Regions from separate parts of the Mus musculus genome. Here region 2 is linked to region 1. Evidence: chromatin contacts called from public Hi-C data. All regions are on one chromosome and are shown on one strand. Each heading gives the region's core, a stretch centred on a gene start, on an enhancer-like site or on the middle of the called end of the contact. The rest is flanking DNA. Distances are from core to core; before and after follow the strand shown. Region 1 holds the start of Cilk1 (ciliogenesis associated kinase 1). Region 2 overlaps Cilk1 (ciliogenesis associated kinase 1).

Region 1 (6,034 bases), core at 1,209-3,708:
TACGTGGGGCCTGTAACCTCCTCTTTCCTCCATAGGGCCATGGACTTTTGACAAGGTTGGAGCAGGTCTCGGAGCCAATCAGAAAGCAGCTGATTCTCCCTATAGCTTATATGCCTCTTGCATCCTTAGGCACATGTTGCCCAAATCCTATATTTCAGAACAGCCCTTCTCTATGGATGGTTTCATTTGTACACTACTAACTACCTATGATGTAGGTATTCGACGGATGCCAATATGTCAGTAGTTTTCTTTGTTTTTTAAAGGAGACTCTAGATTTCAGGTCTTTCAAGAAAAACACTTCTCCCAATGATCCCTTTAAAATTAGGTTTTAAATGGAAAAAATTTAAAAAAGACTAATAACAGACGTGATTTGAATTCCCCAGATTGGGGCTTGGAGAGATGGCTCAGTGGTTAAGAGCACTGACTGCTCTTCCAGAGGACCTGGGTTCAATTCCCAGCACCCACATGGTCTGTGACTCCACTTCCAGGGGGTCTGATGACCTCACACAGACATACTAAACCAACAGTGCACATAAAACAACAATGAGCCCTAAACGTCAGTTTTCAGATGAAGAGTGAGGATTGAATGTTTAAGGCGGGCTGGCCAATTAACACGTTTTCTCTTATCCAAACGAGTTGATGAAGTAGTAAAATTTAACAAGATAAATATTTGTGAAGATAAATTCAGTACCTACCTAATTGAAACCCTGTTTGCTTCACAGCAACAAGCCTGTTTTATTAAAACACAGCTACAGTTCACTACCGCTTATTTGTACTCAGTCATAACCAATAGCCGTCATCACTGGTTTTTATTATCTCAACATGTATTTACTGGGTCATAATTTCCCAAGGGCCAGGACTTCTAATATAAACTGCTTAGTAACCCAGTGGACCTCTGCCAAAGGTAGACAAAGGCAGTTCCTCTCTTTGCAAGGCAGACTGGCTTGAACTGTTAAGTTTGAAAATGTAATCATTTTAGTTACTTTTAAAGCTCCCCTTTATGAGCACTATATGACTTATTAGGCTCCTTGTCTTGTGTTCACTAAGGAGGACTTGTGATTTCCATTTGTCCTATGGGCTAGCTATCACATAGGTAAACAAGGAGACAGGTAAGGTTAACAGAAGCCCTGGGGAACTTGACTGTCTCGTAGGTTTCTTCAACAGTGGAGCAAAAGGAGTGATCTGAGCTTTGCTAGATTCAGGGGCTGAGAAAAACTGCCTGCAGTCCTCAGGATTCAGAGGCAAATAATGAAAGGAAAACGACATGACAAGTGTGTGTGGGGGGGCACTCGGTCTTATTTGTTAGACCAGCTCTCCTGTAGCTCATGTTGGCGCTTCTGCTTCCACTGTCACACGCAGGGGCTGCGGATGTGTAACTCCATCAAGCATGGCTGGGAAGAGTTAAATTCAAAAAGAGTTAAATTCAAAAGAGTTACTGATTTATTGGTCAAAATAGTGTTATTTAGAAAGATGTGGGTCTCCAGACCAGCAGCATCTGCCCCAAGAACTTCTGGTGTGGGGCCTAGCAATTTGTTTTTACTAGCCTTTTGGGTTACCACCCTGTGGAACGATAGAGTCCAGAGCCGGGTGGTAATTTGTTTTTTTTTTTTTTCAAAATGCTTCAAAGCTATCCTTTAAGATGATTTAAGGTGGGTCCCACAATAGTATATATGTATGTAGGTATGACTTATTTTAGAGAGGTTTGAGACTTGGTCTCATTACATAGTCCTAGCTGTCCTTGAATTCACTATGTAGACCAGGCTGTCCCAGAACTCACATAGATTCACTGCATCTGCCTCCTAAGTGCTGTGATTAAAGGTGTACACCACCACTCAGGCTTTACAATATAATTTATGTTGTGAGTTTGTTCTAGTGGTTCTCTGCCTTCCTAATACAGTTCCTCATGTTGTGGTAATCACCAACTTTAAAATTATTTTTGTTGCTACTTCATAACTGTAATTTTGCTACTGTTATGAATCATAATGTAAATATCTGTGTCTTCTGATGGTCTTAGGCCACCTTTGAATCCCCAAAAGGGTTAACCACAGGTTGAGAACCTCTGCAAACAGTGTTAGATTTCCTACCACTGCATAGAAAGGAGTGTTGCATCTCCTTGGTTTCTCACTTCGGAAGCTATCCATTCAGTCTTTCAAACTTACGTTGCAATAATGCTGAAATCATTTTTTCTACTGTGGTTAAATACAGACGCCAAAATGTGTTGTTTTAAAACATTGTGACTGTGCAGTTTAGTCGCATTGATTTACATTCAGGCAGGAAACTTTTTTTTTTAAGCGGGGGCTTCCCTTATTTGAGTATTTTGGGGTCAATCAGCCTGTCAGTGGCAAGTCTGCGGCTCCCCCGGGTGGGTTCGCCGCAGCCCAGAAGCTCAACGCTGCCCTCTGCCGAGCATCCGGGAGATGGCGGTGGTGCAGGGCCGCGCGGGGCCAGCGAGGGGAGCTGCAGGGCAGCTTTTCCAGGGAAAGCGGCTGGTCGTCCCCACTAGAAGCCACTCTGCCTTTTGTTTGTTTTGCTGCCGGAGGCCGCGGAGCGGCGGGTTCCTGCTGGATGCCACGCGCTGACGGGTGTGGACTTGCCGGGTTCGCCCGCTCGGATCCCACTGCCCTTGCCTGCCGGGCCCTCTCGGGTGCACGCGCCGCCGGGCCGCGATCGCCGCCAGTAAGTGGGGCTGGGGCTAGGGCTGGAGGGCTGCACTGCGACCTGTCGCTGGGTGCTGGGCGGTACCGGCTGACCCGAGCGAACTCATGGCCGGGAATGAGGGGCTGTGGCTTCTCAGTGGACCCGCCACGGTCTTGCGGGTCTCCTTTGCCGAGAAAACTCCCGAGCCCGGGGCTTTTGATGGGTGTGTTTATCTTTCAGTCTGAAGGAGCGGAGCACCCTGGCCGACTTGAAACCTCTTGCGGGTGGGTTTGTGGGTGGATGGGTGCTGAGGACTTGGGATTATCATTTGCCTAACTAGGCCCTTGTCCGTCCCACCCGGGTCTGAGCAGCACACTTGCTCGCAACCATTTTACTCAAGATTATCTTTTACTCCGGCTTCTTTCTTTCCACTCAAACCAGATGTTTGGAGGAGGATGTTGAAAGATTTTTTTTTTTTCAGAGAACAACGTTTATTTTTTATTGTTAACCTTTTAAAAGTTTGATACTAGCATGCATGGCTTGTACAGGAGGTAAAATTAATGCATCTTTCTGCAGAGGAATGTATTCATTTCCATTTATTACTAAGGAATGGCTTTTACTAAGTCTGAGGGAGATTCCACCCTGGATTTTGCCCACCTGACTGATATCTGAGCTAGCAAGACTGTTTGTTTGTTTGTTTTATAATTTTGAGCCCAGCACTCTTTGTATTGAGAGGAGTTTGATAGTTAACAGTTTTCATTTCACCCATTTCCTGGTGAGTCGGGGCTTCCAGGTGTGTCTCAATAATGAATGGAGCTGCATATGAAATTCTTAAAGAGCTTTAAATCAGTGTAGTTGACATATAAATTATTTGCAAGACCTGTGCCTTGACTCTGTGCGTAACTGTTACAGTAGCTAATGTATGCATAAATACGCACATCTGAAATAGTTTCTGAACAATTTGGTAGATTCTTTAAGGCCCTCTACGAGCCTGGACTTGGAGAACACTGTAAGTCAGAGTAGAACCAAGGACAGTGCTGGGAGTGTTTAACTTAGGATGACATCCCATGGACCCCCTGCCTCTGGGGTGCAGCCTTCCAGTGTCCACACACACACACACACACACACACACACACACACACACACACTTTTCTGCTCTTTCCTTTCCACTTTGCCTTGTCCCTTTTTTCAGTCACACTGGTAACTGAGTGGGAAGAGGGCAGCTTCAATTCTTAATGAGACCAACCAGTTTCCCATAATGGAGGCGCGTGCTGTGGGGTCCAAGAAGCCTGCCTGAGTAGGCGTCCTTGCCAAAGGAACTGAGCACATATACTAGTCACAAAGAATCTTTTCTCCTACCGAAATGTCCTCCCTCTGTGCCATGCGCAATTGCTGACAGGATAAGGAGTCAGGAAAGTGGAGCCTCACTGACTGAGTGTCCACTCACTCTCTCAGAGCCCTTCTCACAGACTCCCTGTTCTGTTCTGGTTTTTCCCTCACAGCTTTCTAAGGTTCCTGACAAATCAGGGGGTTGTTTCAATTTTCAAGCATTTGAATTCTCTTCAGCCATTTTCCCTCCATCAGTGAGTCACCAAGACCTTTGAAGTGTGTTTCATATAGTCTCTTCCTTCTGCATCTAATCTAGATCTTGCCCTTCCCTTCCTGCAGCCTGAAACATTGTGGAGCCACCTTGTCGCCGGCCCCCCAGGCCTGTTAGTGAGCCCTCTCGAGTGTTTGCCCTCTCTGTCCTCTTCCTCTGCTTCCCGGCTAAGTCTTTCACATGGTCACTTTTTGTTATATCTCCTGGCCATGCGACCTTTAGTTTATCCATTGTGTCAGTTCTTCACTAATCCACCTGAGTTTTCAAGTCCATTCATAATGAACCTCAGCCTTCTAAATTCTCTGCACTCAGTGTCCTACTGTGGGGGCGACTCCTTCCCCCAAACGGAGATCATCTTACTCTCTTTAGAGCCTCGCTTTATCCTCCATACTCCCCTGTGCTAACAGTACCCATCTCTGGGGGAGGAAATCCTCTTGTGTGTTTGTAAACACATTCATGTGGGTATGCAGGTGTATGCGCTTGCATGTGTGCGGCCAGAGGTCGACACTGGTTTTCTTCCTTGGTCACTGTCTTACATTTGGGAGCCATGTCTCACTGGCTCCGTTAGGTTAGAAGTGAGGCTGTGTCTTGCCTTGGCTTGCATGTGGGTGCCGGGGATTTAACTCGGGTCTTTATGCTTGCACAGCCGATACGTTATCAATTCCCAAGTCCCGTGAGTCTTTCTGTCGTTGTCGCTACTCATTTCTCTCCTTGTCCCTAAAAGTCTTGAAATATTTGTTCACCAGCCTGCCCTTACACTGTTCTCTCATTGGCTTACGTTATCTTAAGTCTCTTGAGGCCAGGAACCGTATTTTATGGATGGCAATCCATCTTTCTGGTTTCAGAGTCAGGCAGAATTGTGGTTGGGCTTGGCGTTACTCTTTAGTCACATGGCTGTGTCAGATTCTAACAGGCCAGTAGTTGCGTAAAGATGGTCCACGGGGCCTACTCAGTAATGGCCGACCATGGCGTGCTTCTCCCTCTGCAGCTACTGGCAGAGTCCTAAGCAAGAGGCACACAGTTGGTAGGTTTGTAGTAGAGAACTTATACTTGAGCCTAGAGGAGGACCGGGCTCACCAGACAGTGATTCTTGCCCTTAGCGTCAGTGCTGGAGCTCACAGTATTCCTGGCTGCTGCTCTGCTACTAGGATCTGTTACTATTTTTCCTTCAGACCTTGCCAGGAACATTTCTGCCTTTAAAAAAAAAAAAAAAAAAAAAAAATCAGCAACCTCTCCTACTTCATTTTGTGGAACCTTGTCAAGTTAAAGATAGATCTACCCAATGTAGTCATATGCTTATGAAAGATACATGACTGTATGTTTTTATCTATTTATATTTATTTGTTTTGGTTTTTGAGACTGGTAGTTTGAATGAAAATGAACCCCTTGGGCTCATAGGGAGTGACACTATTAGGAGGTGTGGTCTTATTGGAGGATTGTGGCCTTGATGGAGGAAGTGTGTCAACTAGGAACAGGCTCTGAGGTTTCAGAAGCACAAGCCAGGCCAATATTACTCTTTCTGCTGTAGAACTCTGAGTTACCTCTCCAGCACCATGTCTTCCTGCGTGCCACCATGCTTCCCACCATGATGATAATAGTCTAAACCTCTGAACTGTAAGCAAGCCCCAGTTAAATGTTTCCTTTCTAAGAGTTGCTGTGGTCATGGTATCTCTTCACAGCAATGAAACCCTAACCAAGACAGAGAGGCTTGCCCTGAAGCCCAGGCTAGCTATAGATTTATGGTGATCTTCCTGCCTCAGCCTCCCAAGTGTTGGGATTGAAAGTGTGAACCATCAC
Region 2 (6,111 bases), core at 99-2,598, 33 kb after region 1:
AGGCTCACAGCTCTGCAGAGAGCGCACTGCAGTAATGCAGAGGAAGCTCAAGTCCTAGCCCCTTCTTGCTGCTGTTGTTGTTGTTGTTGTTGTTGATGATGATGATGATGATGATGATAAACAACCTTTTAAGAAATGGAGTATAGGGAACAAGAAAAGAGAGGTGGTTTGTGGGTAGGAGTACTTATTACTGAACCTGTGAGACTGAGTTCATTCTCAGTTGCAAGAATGAACAGTTCCTGCCAGTTGTCCTCTGCCCTCCACACACATGCCTCGGTAACACTTGCACACACACACACACACAACTAATAAATAAATGTGATGTTTTGATTTTGTTTTTTTAACTTACAGGGTTGGTGTGGTGGTGACTTGACTTCGGTTAAGTGCACATGCGCCTAATAGTCAACCTTTCCTGTGGTAGTGAAGCTATCTGATAAAAGAGTAACTTCATGGCACTGTCTAGTTTCAGCCCTTCCCCCGTAGCTCGTTCTCACAGTGAGAAGGTGCAGCTCGCCCTGGGGAGTACTGTCCTCTGAGAGGGAAGAACAGCACAGCGGGTGGTTGCTATGGCCATGTCTCCTGTCACTGACTATATTACACGCCCCCCCCCCCCATGGGGAATAAACACATGGCTCTGCTCGGTACTGACTGAACAATGTCAAAGCACATGTCCCTTGCAGGAATATAATCCAAATCGTATGCTTCCTGCTGACCTACCTATACAGCTGGAGGGAGGGGGGCTATATATCCACATCAGGTAATGGAAATGATTTGGGGCAGTGTTTTGCCCTGGAGATGATGCTGTATCTTTGAGCCTCACCACTGCCTTAAATGTGTGACCTTGAGGTGACCCTTTGTGTGCCTGTGCTGCCCTTCCCATGGCCTACTTTCTTTTCTTGATATAAACACTGTAGTTTTAGATTCAGGGAAGGAAGGAAATTGGGGAGGAAGGAAGGGAAAGAAACTGAGAATTATCTGAAATTACTTTTACAGCAGGAAGATGTGCCACATAAATTCATAATGTTTAAATACACTTATGTCATCTCTCCTTATTTAATTAGTCACCAGTAACAGAATATGGACCTGGGAAAGCCTTCCTTGAGGCTGTATTTTCCTTTCTTCCTTGAAGTTATTTATAAAAATCTTCTATCAGAATGAAAAGGGAAGCCCTTGTGTTATTCAGCAGTCAGGCAATGCCCTGAACTCAAATTAGGGCTCTGTTTCTGTGTTCTGGAAGCCATTTAGAACTGGGGGGTTTTTGCTGTGACAGTGCTCTGCTGTTGTGTGATCCCTAAATGGCACAGCTAGAAGGATTTCCATTGTCAGGTCAGGAGCCAGAAGGAAGAAGGGGGTCATTGTTATGGGCCACACTGTACACGTCAGCAGAGCACAGACCCAGGCAGAGCTCACTGCCAGCTCCCCACAGCTGACACTTGTCACTGGCCTCACAAGCCTTGATTCTTATCTGAAAAAAGGACACCATCTATGCAAGCCCACGTTGGCAGTTTGTGGGAGGTTGCCAGAGAGAACTGTCTAGTAGTTATCCTCAAAATGACCAGCTCTCGAAAGGCACTGATGTGCCGGCATTGCCCTTTAAAAGCTTTATAGATAGAATGTGTTTTATCCCACAAAGCAAACCTGTGAAGTAGATGCTAGTCTCTATTTTACTAATGAGGAAACTCCTCAGGCACTAAAGGGTTAAATGGCCACAGGCATCCTTGCTAGTCTACACATTCACATCCTAAGCTGAGTTGTCTTTTTAAATAGTCATGTTTCACTAAAACAGATGAAGTATGAAAAAAAGAAGCGAATTAGAGGAATAAGTGAGAAGCCTGACTCTTCATTCCCCCTTTGATGAACATGGATGCTCTCTGTGGGACTAGGATCAAGAGCGAGAGAGTACAGCCTGACTGTTGGGGGAGGGGTGCTCGGGACTTAGAAGAGCGTGGCTCACAGTGGACTCACAAGCGATGCTTGCATGAGTACCAGCCAGTGTGGTAGGATGGACTGAGCTGCAGAAGATGAGAGTTGTTGATGTGGGCGTAATAGATGGTGCCAGAGGGAGTTGGGGGGGGGTGTTGGGGGGGCTGTTCAAAGACAGATGAGTCACTATAAGAGAAATGCCATATAAGTTTCTAAATAATAATTACCCCAATTCGAGGAGGGAGGGGATGCTTACCAGGAGAATCAGCATTGATGTGGACTTGAGAGTCAAAGCACAAATCAAGGTGTAGGTGTCTGAGCCAAGAGGGAGAGTCAAGTCGTGCTTGGCACTCTCAGCCTCTGACAGGGTGTTCTTGGTGGGATTGTGAGTGACTTGTTGCCCCTGCCCATAACTCAGTTTCCCCATCTGTTGGTAAGCAAACAATGCCTGCTGTTTCTTCTTTTCACTGGAGAGTCCTGGAAACCATCCTCGGTACTTTGACAAAAGACAGCTCTAATACTTGCATAATTCGTCATTTGTTTCCAAGATGGGAACATAATATAGTCAGGCCTTCTGGGAATTGGCAGGTGTTCACAAGAGCGAAGGTCCCAAACACGGTGACTCAGTTATACCAAGATTTAAAACAGGCATCACTCATCTGGTGGGTAGATAATATATTTTTATTGGGCTCATAATAACCATCTGGATTTGTCCATATCAGATTTTTTTCTTTTATAGGAAAGGCCATTCTTGACTAATACTGAGTCACTCTTGAGTTTCTTACTCTGACAGCCTCAAGTTTGGTTCTTATAATTATTTATATTTGGTTAACTACAAACCTGGTTAGGATTCTTGAAGAAATCTGTCTATGGGAGGCCACTAGGTCTCTGTCAGGACAGTGGCAGAATAAAGATGAAGCACTGAACTATAATATGTTTTCCTAGTGCATGCGTACACATGCATGGACTCGTAGCTACAAATATACACATGCTGTAAAGAGGCCAACTTTACTGTGACTATGTTTTGTCTCACCCACACCACACCTGACTGATCTCAGTTCCTTGGGCTGTGCAAAGCAGGCGGCCCTGTGTTCTGAAGGAAGTACTTCCTCCTCTTACGTGTGTCTCCCGTGAATGTCTGTGATCATTTCTGTGCCTTCATCCTCATGTAGGCATGAGGTTCTAGGCTCTGATGTATCCACTTGGTCCAGCTAAGCCACCCACTGGGTCTGCAGTCCCATCATTATGCTATACAACTCTGCGTTTAGAATCTGACCAGCTGCTAAGCCCAGGTGTCTCCAGGATGGTGAACACAGAGGAGTGTCCTTCTCTTAAAACATTGCTACTTCCCATCATGCATCGCCATGTAGTGCCTTTTCACATCACAGTCACTTTCTGCTAGAGCACAGACAAAAGTAGCCTTGGCTCTTGCTTTCTGAGGTATTACAGGAGTGCCTGTTGTGGTGTGCATACCCAGCCATGAACCTCATCGAACCGCATCATCACCTGCTGTGATATGCATATCCAACTGTCACCACCCTGCTTCTGAGCCTGTGCACCTGTCAAGCAGTTCTCAGTTTCTGTCTTTAGGACGTCCTCCCTTCCATCCTCCCCACAGCTCTGGCCTACTCTCTTCGTCCATGTAGATTCATCAGTGTGAAGGTCCTTCCTTCCTACACGCCCATGTAGTTCCCTCAGTTCAATCAGCAATCACATGCTATGAGACTCCCTGGCTCTTTTTTGCATGCAAGACATTCAGAAATGTAAAAGGCCTTAACTGTTAAAGTGCTTCCATCTGCACAGTGAAAACACTGACCATATGTGTACATGATAGAAGTCTCCACACGAAGGGCCTGCTCTTCCTGTGAAGGCAAAGACCAAGAACCATAGCCATGTGGGTTGATCAGAATCCCCAGAGCCCAGCCCGCTCTTGGCAAAGCTTCTGAATCATTTCTTGGCAGAGGGGAAGAATAAGGAATGGCACCGTGTGTGATGGTTCCTTAGACAAAATGCAACTCAGCCTTGGAGAATGGTCAAGATTGGGATCGATACAGATGAAAAGGAACAGGGTACATTATCAATGGGGATCCATACAGTGAACTTAATGGGAGTAAAGAACTTCAGCTGAGTGGAGCAGATGGGATGGGTGTTGGGAGTCATGTTTTGCAGTGTGGTTGATTGACCCTAGGGCAGCATGCATGCTAGTCAGGTTCTTTACCACAAAAGTACATTCATCTCTTTAAGTAGAATGAAAGAGATCAGATTTATTAAACAGAGGCTGTGTGTGTGTGTGTGTGTGTGTGTGTGTGTGTGTGTGTGTGTGTAACATTGTTTAAATTACTAGAGGGTGTGAGAATCCAGAGATGCTCGTGGAAGGGAATGGTCCAGCCTTAGGCAATAAGAGCTGCTGGGAGGGCAGAGTGAAAGGGAGAAAGGCCAGGAGGAGGCATTCTGAGGGAAATGTGGGACTGTCCCATCACTATCAAAAGAACAGATTCAGGCTGGAGAGATGGCTCAGTAGTTAAGAGCACTTGACTGTTCTTCCAGATATCCTGAGTTCAATTCCCAGCAACCACATGGTGGTTCACAACCATCTGTAATGTGATGCCCTCTTCTGGTGTGCATAAAGACAGAGCACTCATATACATAAAATAAATCTTTTTAAAAGCCAACCAACCAAACCAGATCCAACAGAACTACTGAGTACTTGGCGATATTGTTTGAGGAGGACAGATTATTTGTGAGGTAGTTTTGGACAAGCTGATGCAGAGACGAAAGTGACATCCAGTCAGGATCCAATTAAGGATGTAGCTTTAAGGGTGGCTCAGGATATAATATTAGAGATGATAAACAGAACTAACACTGTGGGCAGAATCACCTAAGTTGTCTTTCCCATCTGAGTGCCAGTGAGGTTTAGAAGCATTCTGAGTGATGTCTGTGTGGGTGGTACCTTAGGGAGGAGGTGGCTTGAGGTTTGCAGAGCCATGGATATTGCCAGTAACTGGATCTCTGCATGTGCCTTGAAGACTCCCCCATTAAAGACCTCCTGGCCACATCTTGGCAGCACCACTGTAGCTGAGACTTCAGTGAGCCCTCATTGTTCCTCACAGTGTGAGTTTCACAATGCTTACCAGAGTCACAAGGCTGAGTAGACAAGACCCATTAATCTTTTTTATGTCTCTTTGGTTTTGGTTTTGGTTTTGGTTTTGGTTTTGGTTTTGGTTTTTCGAGACAGGGTTTCTCTGTATAGCCCTGACTGTCAGGGAACTCACTTTGTAGACCAGGCTGGCCTTGAACTCAGAAACCCACCTGCCTCTGCCTCCCAAGTGCTGGGATTAAAGGTGTGCGCCACCACTGCCCGGCTTTTTTATGTCTCTTAATTATTTTCTGTATTATAAACTTAATACAATAAAAATTGTTGTCTTTTGACATGGTATTAGTCTCAAGCTACTTCTGCTGACTTGATCGGGATGATCCCCCAGCCCCAGGACAGTTTGGTTTGCAGTTATCTCAGCCCACAAGTGTATTTGAAAGTGCTTCCGTGTGTATAAAAGTGTGCAGACTAGCTTTGGAAGGATTTTATATAAGGAGGTGAACGAAACCCTGAGAGAGGTGCGAAGGGGTGACGGTCACCTACGGATGTTGTCAAGAGAGTGTTTGAGCTGCAGAGAGCAGTGCAGAGGGAGTGTGTGGTTGGATCTCTTCACTCTCCCTGCAGGTTTCTTCCACCGGGACTTAAAACCCGAGAACCTCCTCTGCATGGGACCAGAACTTGTGAAAATCGCCGACTTTGGATTGGCTCGAGAAATCCGATCAAGACCTCCGTACACAGACTATGTGTCTACTAGATGGTAAATGCTTTTTCTCTCTGAATTATCTAATTATGCTTTTTTTTCCAAAAGATACAGTTATAATGTATCTTATATGTAATGACAGCAAGTGTAATGGCACACACCTCTAATCCCAGCACCCAGGAGGCAGGAAGATTTTTTTATGAGTTCATTGCCAGCCTGGTCTATATAGTGAGTTCCAGCCTGGCCAGGGCTATCTAGAAAAAAAAAAAGAAATCAAAACAACAGAAACATTAAAACATTATGATGAGAACAGTATTAATCACAAACATTAATTTCTCACTAAAAGGAACAAGTAGTTCAAACCCTGCAGATATTTTGTTATTAAGTGAAGTGT

The links. A called contact is a pair of places that touch in the nucleus more often than the background predicts.
Region 2: a Hi-C map of cortical neurons shows a contact between it and region 1, with 3 times the contacts expected there. The contact joins the enhancer-like site here to the promoter of Cilk1 in region 1. A contact is called at or near these places in 4 of 39 promoter capture datasets (embryonic stem cells, liver and macrophages), 48 of 484 Hi-C or Micro-C datasets (3T3-L1-derived adipocytes, the AML12 cell line, the CH12 cell line and 34 more), 20 of 115 datasets of contacts at active chromatin or transcription factors (the HPC-7 cell line, the SCID.adh cell line, bone marrow-derived dendritic cells and 14 more) and 5 of 9 other capture datasets (adipose tissue, embryonic stem cells, liver and 2 more).

The regions. Positions count from the first base shown.
Region 1 is chr9:78,110,780-78,116,813 of GRCm38.p6, forward strand. It overlaps Cilk1 (ciliogenesis associated kinase 1), which reads left to right and starts at 2,459. Exons shown (of 14, transcript NM_019987.2): 1 at 2,459-2,676.
Region 2 is chr9:78,144,888-78,150,998 of GRCm38.p6, forward strand. Cilk1 (ciliogenesis associated kinase 1) reads left to right here. Exons shown (of 14, transcript NM_019987.2): 6 at 5,642-5,774. Among named protein-coding and RNA genes, the nearest start is that of Rn7sk, 28 kb to the right of the region's middle. Within about 2 kb of position 1,349, at least 49 of the 459 cell types and tissues checked have an H3K27ac peak or open chromatin away from gene starts, as enhancers often do. A contact at or near this core is called in the N1E-115 cell line, cerebral cortex, cortical glia and 8 more, where this site is marked.